4 separate regions of the Sus scrofa genome follow, and all the other regions are linked to region 1. Evidence: chromatin contacts called from public Hi-C and promoter capture Hi-C data. All regions are on one chromosome and are shown on one strand. The core of a region is the stretch at or near the end of the contact, and the rest is flanking DNA. Distances in the headings are between cores, read along the strand shown.

The links. Promoter capture Hi-C pulls out the DNA fragments that hold promoters and counts their contacts. Hi-C and Micro-C count contacts between places; a contact is called where the count stands out from the background.
Region 2: a contact with region 1 is called in a promoter capture Hi-C map of liver, with 5 times the contacts expected there. The contact joins the promoter of NAPG here to the promoter of VAPA in region 1. A contact is called at or near these places in 2 of 5 promoter capture datasets (fetal skeletal muscle and liver), 5 of 47 Hi-C or Micro-C datasets (liver and skeletal muscle) and 2 of 2 datasets of contacts at active chromatin or transcription factors (alveolar macrophages and skeletal muscle).
Region 3: a contact with region 1 is called in a Hi-C map of liver, with 4 times the contacts expected there. The contact joins the promoter of RALBP1 here to the promoter of VAPA in region 1. A contact is called at or near these places in 1 of 5 promoter capture datasets (liver), 4 of 47 Hi-C or Micro-C datasets (embryonic fibroblasts, heart right ventricle and liver) and 2 of 2 datasets of contacts at active chromatin or transcription factors (alveolar macrophages and skeletal muscle).
Region 4: a promoter capture Hi-C map of fetal liver shows a contact between it and region 1, with 3 times the contacts expected there. The contact joins the promoter of TWSG1 here to the promoter of VAPA in region 1. A contact is called at or near these places in 2 of 5 promoter capture datasets (fetal liver and liver), 1 of 47 Hi-C or Micro-C datasets (embryonic fibroblasts) and 1 of 2 datasets of contacts at active chromatin or transcription factors (skeletal muscle).

What each region holds. Positions count from the first base shown.
Region 1 is chr6:98,252,998-98,256,254 of Sscrofa11.1, forward strand. VAPA (vesicle-associated membrane protein-associated protein A) reads right to left here and starts at 1,275. Exons shown (of 7, transcript XM_021096053.1): 1 at 956-1,275. The coding sequence starts at 1,034.
Region 2 is chr6:97,972,949-97,976,226 of Sscrofa11.1, forward strand. It overlaps NAPG (gamma-soluble NSF attachment protein), which reads right to left and starts at 2,026. Exons shown (of 12, transcript XM_021096051.1): 1 at 1,586-2,026; 2 at 245-312. The coding sequence starts at 1,641. It overlaps LOC106508392 (a long non-coding RNA gene), which reads left to right and starts at 1,819. Exons shown (of 3, transcript XR_002344996.1): 1 at 1,819-3,059.
Region 3 is chr6:98,596,985-98,600,504 of Sscrofa11.1, forward strand. RALBP1 (ralA-binding protein 1) reads right to left here and starts at 1,961. Exons shown (of 11, transcript XM_003127830.6): 1 at 1,045-1,961.
Region 4 is chr6:98,676,552-98,679,986 of Sscrofa11.1, forward strand. TWSG1 (twisted gastrulation protein homolog 1) reads right to left here and starts at 1,771. Exons shown (of 5, transcript XM_003127831.4): 1 at 1,528-1,771; 2 at 45-201. The coding sequence starts at 167.

The sequences.
Region 1 (3,257 bases), core at 25-2,524:
TTACTATGAAAACATTACAACTGTGAAAGTGTCAAACTCTAGGAATATTTCCTGAACTAAAACTCATGTTAAAGGCGTCTAAGCTCCTAGCGGCAATACACACAGGTTATCCAGGAGAAGAAACTTCCTCTGTAAACTCCGCCTGCCAAAAAATCAAAGCAAAATACTTAAATTCTCGAAAGAACACATACCACACACTAAACTCCTCCATCCTAAGTTAACAGTTATTTGAGTTGGGTCATTTCATGATTCCCCAAAGGTGTGTTTTCTTTATCAGCGAAAACCATGTAAAATCAGGCTGCACACACAAACTTGCCACAATAAAATGTACTTTATTCCTCTCAAAATACTTCGTGGGGTTGTCTTAAGATCAATTCCTTACCTAACAAGCAGCTCCCTGACATTTCCATTCAAAGAAATTTGAAGACACTGAAGAGCTTGCAAAATAAGGCAGTTACACAACACGGCTGTCAAAACCCCAGAACGCAACACTTTAGAATTCCTGACTACCCCAAACGTCTCCCAAGGAAAACCACCTAATGGCTGTTCTCCAGGACGCAACCCTGCAGGGCAGTAAGGCTGCTCTTTCAAGCCCTGGAACGGCCACACCTGCATGATCCCTGCGCTAGTCCTCGGTGCGGGAACTCAAGTCCCAGATACACTGTCCCGCAGGCGGGGTTCGCTTCCCGGGGGAACCGCTCAGAGCCGCCCCCTCCAGCCCGCCCGCGCCCCGCCCCGCCCCGCCGCGCCCCGCCCCGCCCCGCCCGACCCAGCTCGGCCGGGCCCAGCGCCACCGCCGCACCGAGGCGCCCGCGGGCCGCAAGATGGCGGCGGCCTCGCCGGGCGGGGGGCGGGGGCGCGCGCACCCGCGCGGGAGGGGCCGTGGCGGCGGGGGAGGGGGAAGGGGCCCCGGGCGCGGCCGCCACCCTGCCCGCCCGCCTGCCCGCCAGCCCACCTTTGAATTTGAGGTCTGTGGGCGGGTCGAGGACCAGGATCTGCTCGTGCTTCGCCATGGCCCCGGAGGCGGACGCCATCGGAGAGACAGCGGAGAGCGGGGGCGCGCCCGCGGCGGCCGGTCGGTGGCTGCGGGCGGGGGGCGGCGGCGCGGCTCGGCCCGGGTCGACGCGGGGCCAGCGCTCGGCTCCCGAACCCGACGCCCACCGCTGTGTCGCCGGCTCGGAGGGCCGCCCGCCGGTCCGCAGCTCCGGGTCTCACAACTGACTCAACCCCACACCAGCCGCCGCGGCCGCGCGCACTGCGATCCTCGGCGCCCCACGTGACGCTCCTGCGTGCTTACGTGCGCGCCCCTGCGGCCGGGAACGTCTCGCGCAGGGCCTGCCCTCCACGCCGGCTTGGCGCGCCGCGGACTGCTGCGCTTGCGCGCCACTGGCCGGGCCAAGCTGGACGCCCGGCCCGGCTGTCAAGGGAGCGGGTGTGGACCTGGGCGGAGCTCGGCTCCAGGGCACCGATGCGGCGCGCACCGCAGGGCAGCAGAGCGCAATCCTCGGTCACGTTTAACTGCGATTACGACAGCGAGGAACCTGCTACTGCAGTGCATCACTACCTACCAAGTTGGAATGCCTAACAGCAGAAGGCGCAGCAAGGCTCGTTGACTACAACTCCCAGCACGCTCCGCGCGGGGCAAGTCTCCGCGCGGCCTGGTCCCCCTGCGGCGCTGTACAGTGCTTGCCGGGAATTGTAGTAGCTGCTGTGGGTGGCGGGAAGGAGAGGGGTCCTTTAAAGGCAAAGGGGATGGGGTGCGCTAAGACTCACTTTGGTTCTCGGAGAGCGTCTCCATCTGCGCTAAAAAAAGAGAAGTAAGAACTTTTGGAGCTCGACCCAAGGTTCACCTGGTTAGAAATATAAACTATGCCTTATGAAAAACATGTGGGGATCTATCATTTTGCTAATTCTCTTCATCCCTTCCTCGGTAGCCAGAATTCCCAGTCGTTTTCCAGTCCGAACTCTCCTGCCTCCTCAATTCTCTCCAGTGATGCGAAAGCCGAGGAAGAAACACACCTCCTTTAAAAAGCAGACGCGTCGTTGTGGATCTGACGAGGCACACGTATCAAACTGGAAATAAAAGTCAAAATCTGCAGCGTTCGTTGCTGTAGTTCTGTTCTTCAGTTTTGACTGGTAATGATAAGCCCAAACCAAAACAGTGGTCACGTTCACAGGTTGGAAACGAATTCTGTCTGCATCATTACGGAAGACTGGTAAACCGAACCAAAGGGGGAAAAAACCCACAGCCAAGTTGCTGACCCATCTTTAACCGATTGCCAGCGTAATCATGGGCAGGAACATGAAATGTGCCATAAGTAAATCGTTATGCTACTGCGAATTTAAATCCCTAGGAAGCACCACAGAACAAAGGACAAATTGATGCTGCCATGAAGGAGCAGCCCAGTCTGTCTAGAAAGCAAATGAGGCAAATGGGACGATGGCCTAGGCTAGGCACAGTGTTAATGTTTTCACTGCGGTCCAGGTATCAGCGCCCCTCTAGGAAGAGCTTTGCAGAACAGCTAACCTAGCATCACACTAGCCTCTGTTACAGGAGGGTAATGCATCTCCGAAACTTTGGAGGATAGAAGCACTGAAATATTCAAAAATCATGTGTAAATTTACATCTCCTTTGGTTACCTTTTATCCACAAAGTTACTTTGAAATTTCAATTATAAAGAATACAAAAATTACCCGTTTATCAAAGGAGGGCTTAAGGTTAAAAAAACAAACAACAAAAAGAGACATTGAAATTGACAGTAGCTCCACAAGATATTGTCCCTCATATGTTTAGTTTCGAGGTGTATCCAGATTGTTTTTTTTTCTTGCCTAAGAACTCTTATCTGTGGGAAAGTTAGCCTGGCTGGACTGGCTCCTCTACAGCCAGATGGACACTTCTCTTCCCAGCAAGCATTTGGGAAGCCCAGTTAGCAGGCCCAGCATGCTGCAGGTTTGACCAAGCTCTCCCTGTGGGACAATGGCTGTGATCATGATCAATTCAGGACGAAACCTAAATTGGATGTATTCCAGTTTGTACATCTCTGTCATTAAGAAACCTCTGGCTGCTGCAGTAATCACCTTTGGAGTGAACTTTTCTTTTTGCTGTATGGCTTAAAAAGTCATCTACGTAGAGTCTAAAGACTAAGGAATCTACATATAGGGTAGTCTAAGAATATACAAAACTACTTTGGAATAATTCCATTACTGTTTTAGAGCACAGCATTAATAATGACTCAGAGTCCTCCAGAATCTCCTAC
Region 2 (3,278 bases), core at 776-3,275, 280 kb before region 1:
GCGCAGCTGCATCCCCTGCTCCCATCCTGCCATCCCAGGAGAGGCAGAGGCCACTGAATCTGCAGCTCACACTCAAGACATCTGAAAACAAGTGGACAAGTGCAAGGATTCAGGCAGTTTCGTTTTGTCTTTTAAACAATTAAAATGCTACAGGATGCGTTAGGAGGAAGAATTATACCGAGATGAAGTGAGCAGCCCATGTCAAGATTACACACCACAAGGACTGGGCTACAGTCACTCATACCTGCTTTTCCATATTCAGAAGCAGCACTGTCATAATCTGGCTTCCATTTTAAAAAACCAGTTTTCAGGCTAAAAGGAAAAGAAGACACAATTAACACAAGTTACCAACCATGTTCGTTCATAAGTAAGAACCCTGCTTGTAAGCACCTTATAGGTCATTAAAGGGGGCAGGGGACCATGGGCCAATCACATTCCTAAGAACCTTGCTTGTAAAGGCTCTGATGGGCTCATTAAAAAGGGGGGGAGGGGACCATCCCTACAAAGTCACCATCTCACTCAGCTCCATTGAAACTTACTGATAATCACATACAACCTCACTACCTTCCCCTCCCATTGTCACAGACACAGTTGTCCCCCTTTTGAAATGTCTGTCCAAGTAGAGTGGAGGGTCTTCCTGCACGGTCCCCAGACTAGCAGGAGCAGCACCACCTGGCAGCGTACAAGAAAGTGTAAGTCACTGAGCGAGCCCCAGCTCTACCGAACCAGACACTCTGGAATAGCGGCGGCAATCCAGGGTGTAAAAAGCCCTGAGAAGTATTAAAGCTTGAGAAGGGCTGAAGCACATAAGTAAGCAGTGGGACCTGTGAGACTGCAGCACAGGAGAGGCCAGAGAATGACCGAGGAGTCATCAGCAGATGCCACACCAAGGGCCCCATAAGTTTCTCTAGGAAGACTGCAGAGAAAAGCCAGGAAGACTGCAGAGAAAGGCCAGAAAGACTACAGAAAAGACACTCAGGGAGACAGAGGGAGTCAGCAAGAAAGACTCCAATGAGCCACCAGGGGACAGGAAGGACCACCTGAAAGACGAGGACGACTGGAAGACAGAAGCTGCTTTCCAGGATTCCAGGATTACTTGGCATCTCAAACGCCACACCAAAGTACAATCCGATTGAATCCTTATCTAACCTGCCCTTTCTGCAATACTTTAATTTCAGAATAATTTCAGGCTTACAGTTTAGTGACTGTCAAGCTTAGGTGTGCTTACAAATTGCCCAATGAACATCATCTTTAATTCTAAACTTCAGTTAGTGACGACCTGCTTACGACTCTGCCAGCTTCCAAGGGACCAGGGGACACCTTAACTGAGGAAAAAGAGGGGCTACCGGCCTAGGTGGGGGGAGCCCCCAGACTGCCGGGCTCCGGGGTACCAAAGAGCCCCCACTGCCCCCATCACCCGAGCCGCGACAACTTCCGGGTCGACGGTAGCGCTTCCGGGCCAGCGCCCACCCCCCCAAGCCCCGCTCGCCCGCCCCTGCGCCCCCCGCGCGATGCTAACTCGGACAGCTCTCGGAGGGGCCCGGCCCCGGCGTCCGGCCTGGGCCGCGCTGGGCCTCTCACTCACTATTTCTCTGCTTTGGCGAGGTGCTCCAGTCCCTCGTTTATCTTCTGCGCCGCCATCTCCGCGGTGCGGCCCTGACGTGGAGGCCGAGAGCCCGCCGAGTGGGCGTGGGAACGCCGAGGAGGAGGCCGGGACGGCGCCGCTGCCGCTCCACCGGGGCCTGCAGGGCTCAAACCAAGTGCGGCGAAGCGGCCCGGGAGCCGCGCAGGAAACGCCGCGCAGGCGCAGAGCGCCCGAGCTGGCCGCTAGCTTGTCTCCATGCGCAGCAGTGGTGGGTAGTGAGGGAGGTTCTCTCATTCATTCGTTCGTCAAGCACCGGTTTGTCGAACACCTACTATGCGTCAGACACTGTCCTAGTGCCGGCAGGTCGCCAGGGAGAACGAGAGACCGAGTCCGGCCCTCGTGGATCTCGCTTCCCGCTCCCTTGAAAGCGCATTGGCACTGCGATCCGTGACCGCATAGACTCGTTTATTTTTTACTACATGTGCGCCCCTACCGCCTGTCGGTCACCGTCAGGTAACCCCTGACAGATGCTCAGAAGTGAGCACTCCGTGACGTTCGGGAGCGAGGTTCGCCAGCAAGGGTCTGGCAGAAATAACAGTAACTCCGTGTCCGACTCACATTTCGTGGGGTTTCAACACCTGCAAGGTGATTCTGCGATAGCATTGCAGCTCCTTGGTCTCCACCCAACTAGCTCATACTCTCATCCCCAGGATCACACCCTCGACCTTACCAGTCATGGGTAACTAATTACTAGTGACTGTGCCCCCGACGCATCACTTTCAAGCAGACACTTTATTTCTTGCTGTCTTCTAGCTCTGATAATTTTTCACCTTCAGCAGAACTCCCACCTCTTCCTGGCCTCTGCTCCTGTTCACACCTCCCTGTTTACCCATTATAAGCTCCATGTTCCATCATTGTAACTACTCTTCTGCGTGTGCATCAGCCTCCCTGGCCCTCTTCCTTTCTCCTTGTATGGAAAAGCCCCTGTTCTCTACGGACTGGAACTGCTCTGAGCAATTGAAAGTGGTTGGAGAAAAACAAAGCAGCAACATGCTAACGTGACCCGTCCCTGGAATCTGTGCTCATACATGTCAAGGAGGCCCTGGTGCAGCTAAGTTCCTGAACTGCATTTCACTGGACCAGTCATCCAAGGGCGAAATCTCTTCCTGGACCATCTTGGGCCCTCTAGGTGTGACTCTGTAAACTAGACTGGGCAAGATGGAGGAACAGGGGGAAAAGCACACATTTATTTAACAGAGGTTTTGTGCGACACGAGAGCCTTTATAAGGAAATGAAGACCCGCAAAAGTGGTTACTCCTGTGTTTTTATGCTTGCTGTGCTAAAGGCTGGAAAGTCCTGGGAAAACACGATGGGACAAGGGCAGGAGCCCAGCACAGTGACCTGTGGAAACTAGCAAGGCCTTTGTTCTCACCACCTTCAGCACCTCTGTCTTCAGAGTGTTCCTGTCCTCCAGGTACAGGTAGCTCATCTCTCACATAGGGTATATGGGGTTCGGGAAACGCTGTCCCCAAATACGGCACCTTGGCACATGGAACCCAGCAGAAAATCCACAGTCTAACTGGTCCTTCAGTCATAATTTCTTTATTAAGGCTCCCACATCACCTAAAACTTCTGTTCAGTGAATCTGTAGTCTTTCCTCCTATTAATCTGTCTGTCACTTTCATGTTCAGAC
Region 3 (3,520 bases), core at 711-3,210, 340 kb after region 1:
ACTACTCACCAATTCAGTTTACAGCAATTACGCATTCTCAGGAAAATACTCAGAAAGGAATTAATTAATCATCTAGAAAACTGGAAAGGCAAAAAGTGAAGTCACCTTTCTCATTCAGAGGTCCACTTATTCTTTTAGAAGTACTGCTGCCTCCAGGACCACCAAACCACAAGTGGGCCTGTCCCTTATGACTTCTTGAATATTCCGTGAATAACTGCCCAGTGGGACAGAATGTCACCCAAGGGCCGCAACCCTGGGACATGCACGCTCCGCTCAATAAAAAAAAAATCGGCGAAAGCTCTGCTAATGGGGCGAGTCGGTGTGTTAACTCAGTGTCCAAATGACTGTGCTTCTTTCAAAAGAATGTTCAAAATCCCTCGAATTAGTATTTTAATCACCTTCCAGAACTCCACCAGGCCCGAGACATGTTGCTTGCTCAAGAGGAAGGCTCTGGGTCATGAATCCCAGAACCTGAAGCAGCATAATGACTTCAGGTAAAGCAGAGGTGCGGGAATTTTGTAAAACCTGTTTCACTCTCACAACGACCAAGCGTGGGGGGTGGGGGGTATGCTGACCTCAATAAAGCCTTTAAGCACAAACCTAATAGACAAGGTTGTGAAAAGAATTTTCCCCTCGGATCGGTCCCGCGGAAGCCCCGGAGCTCTGCCGCTCCCGCGCTGGCGGTGGAAGACCGCGAGCCCCTCCCCGCCCACCTGGCAGCACTAGAGGCCGGTCACAGTTCCGCTGCGGTTACGTAAAGGGCCGAGTCCCCAAGCTCCATCCCCGCGCTCAGTGGCTGCCTGAGGCAGAGCCCCAAACCCACCCTCCTCCCCTAGACCCAAGAGCCCGGACACACCGCGGAGTCCCGATAGGCCAGCTGAAGAGCGGGAGAGACCGGCAGTGGGGGCGAAACGCGGAGGAACCCGCCGGGTCCAGCCCGCTAGGGCAGCCACGCCCCCGCCCCCGCCGCGCCGGCCAGGAGCCTGGCCCCGCTCCAGGCTGACATACGCCGCGACCCCCGCCCACCCACCGTTCGCCACTGACCTGCGCCCGCGCCGGGTGAGCGCCTGCCCTGCCGCAGCCGCCGCTTCCCGACTCTCACGCCGCCGCCGCCGCCGCCGCAACCACCTCCTTCGCTAAGCCCTGGGCCGGCCTCTGGCACCCCATTCCCACCCCGCCCCAGCCTCCGCCTGTTTACAATGATTGGGACAGAACCGGACGAGCCGGGCCAGCGCGCACGCGCACTCCTTCCCCGCCGCAGCCGGCTTCCCGGGTCCCCAGCTCGGCGCTGAAGGCCGGAGCCGTCGAGGGCCGGCGCCCTATGCCCCCAGCGTGGAGCACGCTGGGAGCGGTAGTCCACGGAAACCCATAGCCGAGGCTGTAGGCAGTCCTCCGCCAGGAAGCGCACTACAACACCCAGGAAGCACCACGCCTGCCCGGTCCCGGCGCCCGCTGGGGAGAGCTGGGAGCGCGCGAGAGGACGCGCCGGGCTCGAGTCCGCTGGCGCCTGCGCAGTTCCTGGTGGTGGCGGGCGACGCGCACCTTGCCCAAGCGAGGTCTGCGAGGATCGCTGGGGCGGTGCTGGCCGCGGACTGGAGGAGGGCAACGTGTTTCTTAGCTGCGGAAGCTCAGACCTTCCCGCCGGCGGGTTTCAGCCGTAACCAGTTAAACCGGCCCGGAGGCCGGCTCGGCCCGCTCTTGGGTGGGGCCTCCCCCCGCCCCGATTGGGCGCAGAGGCTTCGGCTTCCGTGGGGACTTTGGCTGCGGGTTGCGGCACAGGGAGCGCCGTGGCCTCCGCGGAGAAACTTGTGTAGACTCCGTGCCGGGACTGACCTCGGCATCCCTGAAATTAGTGTCCAGAAGGCAAACCCTCGGGTCTTGCGGTGCAACGGGGTCCCAGTTCCCACCGCCTTCTCTGGCTCGGCGTTTCCCGAGGAGCTCCTTAATTAGAACTGCCCATCGCACGGTTAGCTTGCCAACCAAAAGCATTGAATCTAGAAGAAGACCAAAATAACCGTACTTCCTCCAGAACGCCTTCACAAAAGCTGGAAGAATTGTGCTAATGCATGGCTGGAAACCAGGGGCCTTTAACTGTTACTGTTTCATAAAGTGTGGCGGTTTATTAGAGGAATGATAAAACCGGAATAGATGGCGCTTCCCGATCCTCACATTCCCACCTGCGATGCTCCTCTGAACTTCATTCCATGTTTAGATTGACCTCTCTAATCCATCTTGCCTTGCTCTTTACTCAAGGCTAACAGTAGGTCTCCCTCGTACTTTACATTTCCTTCTCAATAAAGTGCAGCCACCTTGTCTGACCTTCAAGAAGAGCCCACAATTAAAATACCAAGTTGGGAGTTCCCGTCGTGGCGCAGTGGTTAACAAATCCGACTAGGAACCATAAGGTTGCGGGTTCGGTCCCTGCCCTTGCTCAGTGGGTTAACGATCCGACGTTGCCGTGAGCTGCTGAGCTGCAGACGCGGCTGGGATTCCGGTTCCTGTGGCTCTGGTGTAGGCCGGTGGCTACAGCTCTGATTGGACCCCTAGCCTGGGAATCTCCATATGCCAGCAGGAGCGGCCCAAGAAATAGCAAAAAGACAAAAATAAATAAATAAATAAAATAAAAGCTTCTGTTTAAGTCTGGAGATACATGAATCTCCAGGACCCATGAAAACTTTTATCTGAAAAAGGAAAAATAAAAATAAAAATAAAATACCAAGTTGGTCTGTGCTTGCCATTGTTTTGACAGCTTTAAAATTTTCTTATTGCCTCACTGGCAACAGCACAGTGTCCTCACCACTGGGATCGATCGGCACGTTAACCAAGCCAGTTAGAATACTCTGCCTTTGGCAGCACCGACTGGGCCAAGGGATAGGACTGATCCAAGTTGGGCATTATTGACCCCTTGCTGGAAATTGTTATATGAACACAAAAAAGGGAGGGAAGATTGCATCTTACTGTAGCAACAGCTGACCGCCACCTTCTTCACAACAAAAAGAGGCCTTTGTGCAGCAGCAATGAATGAAGCCAAAAGGAGACTTGGAGTGCTAGTGGAGGAGGGAGGAAACAAACAGCTGACCGCATGGAGACTGTGTTTCAGTTTCAGAGGGCATGGCTAGCATACCTCTTTCTAAAGTGCTTTGAGTATGTGAACCTAGCCGAGAGAGCCAATGCAGCTATTTATTTATTATTATTTAGGGCTAATTTGTGTGGTTATGGAACATATTTGTTGGTTGCCTCCTGCAATTTATTCCTCCCATTTAAGCCACACAGCATAATTCTTCCTTTTGGTGGTGGAGGCTTTCAGAGATGGTCACCTAACTCAGTCAGAGCCGACGAGATCCACTGAGACTTGGGTTGGAGCTTCTAGTAAACTGCAGCATTCTTGCTCTTCTGGTATGGTGAAAGTTTATGCGGTCTGCAACTGTGGCAGCTGTTTTGCTCCTAAAGAGGAAAGCCTGGAGGGATAGGGTTTATTGGAGAGGCACCAGTACAGCCTGATGATGAAGTCAGTACTGTC
Region 4 (3,435 bases), core at 521-3,020, 420 kb after region 1:
TCTGATATACTTTAATAGTAGTAAAAAAGTAGTTTTAGTCCTACCTGTATAAGGCATTTGCTCACATCACTAGCACAGAGTGCTTTGTTACAACTCAGGGACACAGGGACCCATGTCAGGAATACCAGGATGACCAGGGTAAGCATAACAACAGAGAGTGACTTCATGTTTCTTCAGAGACACTCAGTAACTCCCAGGAAGCTGAACAAACAAACAAAAAGAAAAAAAAAAACAACCTTTAATTCAAAGGCAAGGGTAAAACAAATAAACCAAGACCCATTGTTTGTTAAAAGGCAAAAGTGACTGTTTAAAAATTATTCTCAATGAAAGATGAAAGAATCAAAAAAAGCTACAATTTTATACAGTAATATCTTGTTAACCATCTTCAAAAATACAGGCTTCTGAAATTCCTCAGACTACTCAGAAATGGTGACTGAAAGTTAAAGTGAATGTGTGTGTGTATATGTACATGTTAAGCAAATAACTAGTTTCTTACCAAACTGCTACTATTCAGCTTTGATTTCAGGCCCATGATTCAACTTTAAGCCAGTAAAGACAATACTATTAATACTGTATTATAATTTTAAAACATTTTACAATATTTTAATTCTTAGAATTAAAACAAAATTTTAAAATCCAAATTATTCCAGTGTTTTATTACTCTCTCATTTTGCCTATTAATTAAGCCAGAGTAAAGCAGTTCAGTGGGAGTAGTGAATAAAAGAAGGAAGAGTAAACTTAACTGCATTAAGGACACTAATTTATTAAAATGTGAAGATATTCTTTTAATTCTAGTTATTGAAGAACATATTAAAGTCCAAAAAGAAAAAAAAAAAAAGACCAGCATAAATTCTGACAGTGGATAAACAACCCACGTGGTCATTACACTTTAAAGGAGAAGCTGTAACTTCTTGGGGTTTAAAGCGCACCCCCAAAATAGAATCAATTAAATAAATTACTGAAGTAGGACGGATAAAGGTGCTTTTGCGGGCCTTTATGGTTACTGTAAACCTTTATTCTAGTATCAGGGAGCACAGCCAGGCAAAGGCAACGAGAAGGGGAGGAGAACCCAGGGCTTTGTCCAGGACTCGGCTTCGCGAGGCGGGGAGCCCCCGGCCCCAGGACCGTTAGGCGCCCCCTTGGCTTCGCGTAACGCTGGGGGGCCGGGGGCCGCAAGCGAAGTCCAGTCTGCGGAGGAAGGCATTTCAGCATTTTCCAGAACCGTTCCCTTCCCACGGCCACTAAAAGGGGATTATTTTCCCCTCCCAAGGTCGTCTTCATCCCACTCCCCAAGTTCCCCGGAACAGGTATTCAAGGAAACGCGGCGCGGGCGCAGCAGGTAACGCAGCCTTCAAGGGGGAACAAAGCGCCGGCCCCGCATCCGCGAGCGGCGCTGACAGGAGGACGCCCGCCCCACGCCGTTCCCCGCGGACGCGGCCCAGGCCGCGCGGGCCCTTCCTTTCCTCCCGGCCCCCGCGGTCCGCGCGGCCTCCGAACCCCGAGCCCTGCGCCCGCCCGCCCGCTCACCGTGCGCCGCGGCGCCGCGAGGCCGCCTGGCCCTAGTCCCCGGCGTGTCGCCGCGGGCTGTGGAGGCAGGCAGGCCGCGCCTCCACGCCGTCCTCCGCGCAGCGCCCGCGAGCCTCGGCGCTGAGAGACGCAGACACCGGCCCGCCGCCGCCCCGCCTGTGCCCGGGCCCGCTTCCCTCTACCTCCTCCCTCCCTCTGCCGCCAGCTCCCGCCAGGAGGCGTCTCTCACTCCCCCCGGCGCTCCGGACTGCGCGGCCTGGCCCGCCCCTGCCTGGTCCGCCCCTGCCTGGTCCGCCACGCCCCGGCCCTACAGGCTCCGCCCCCACCAGCTCCTCCACGGCCCCGCCCCGCCGGTCCCGCCACGCTCCTCCCCGCCCGCGCGCCCTAAGGCCCCGTGGCCCCACCCCCGACTTTGGCCACGCTCTCACCCGCCCCGACAAGATGCCTCGCCACGCCCTCGACCCCCAGCCCCGTCCGCGGTTACTCCCACGACAGCCACACCCCGCCCCAGACACAGCTCCCCGGCGCCCAAGAGCGCTTTCCCGCCTCCTTCCACGCCCGCATCTCTTGCGCCTTTCAGCCGGCCTCGGCTCCTGCAGACCCTTCGGTCTAGCCCTCTTCGGATTCACTTTATCCTGGTCATAAGAGCTGGGTCCTCACAGGAACCCTGAGAAGGAGCTGGTCTTGGCTGGGTTATAGGGATGCCAGACTGAGGCACCCAGTCGGTACCCAGTACAGCTGACACCTGAACCCCTTCACGGAGGCAGGATTTATTAAAAGCTCAGACTTCTGGGAGCTGCCTCAGACCTCCGGAATAAGGATCTCCTAGAGTAGAGCTTTCGTCCAGCAGTTCACGTAGTGGGCGCCTGGCCCTGTGCTCAGCCCTGGAAGAGAGCAGGGGCGCGGGGGTGCTGACCCAGAAGGACACCGACCAGGGGACACCTGGGCAGGTGGCAGGAGAGGGCTGCTGGAGCATGTGTGACCGTGACTGACAGTTCGCATGTAGATAAAGGTGGTCGAGAATGGCCCTCTGTTCTTCCCCACAACCCTGGAAATTTGCTTTTTAAAGTTTCCAGAGAGATTCAGTTGGAGCCCACCGGGCTAAAATATCCAGAAGTACTTCCCTCTGGGAAATGCTGACTTAGAACTAAAGTCTTAAGCTGGTAGGATCTTAAGTGCCTACATCGCCCTTGCTTCATTGGAGGAAAACAGAAAGAATGGCAAGAGTTGACTGGCTGAGGGGGTGGATTGAATTATTGATGTTAGTCCGTTTTTGTACAGGAAGTAAATATACATTTTAAAAATCATCCCTGAAAATTATCTGAAAGAAATAATTGAATGAACACAAATTTATCTTTAAGGGTTTTATTCTTGGTATTGCTTACTGATTAAATGAATTATGATACCCCATGCAATGGGCTAAACCAGCTATTAAAAAATAATATGGTGGATCAGATGTTCTCAAATTTTTTAGTCTCAAGACCCCTTCACACTCGCTTATTAATCAGGGCTCCAAAGAGGTTTTGTTTACGTATGCCACATCTCAGAGTTTTGAAATTAAAACTGAGAAATTTAAGAAATATTTATTCATTATTTCATTTAAAAATAATAGACTCTGCTATATGGTAATATGAATACATAGTTTATGAAAAATAAGTATGTATATCCCAAAACAAAAAAAGTGACAAAAGTGATATTGTTTTACGTCAGTTTATTTAATGTCAAATAATAGAAGGCAACTGGATTTTCATTCAGACTGTTGCAATATTGTGTATTATGTACCCTCTAAAAAACTATACTGTGAGAGGAGAATGGAAAGGCAAATAATTTATTAGAATCAAAATGAGTAGTTTTGAGCACATGGAAAGATATTCCTAATATATCAACATCTTAAAGTAGTATATGTAT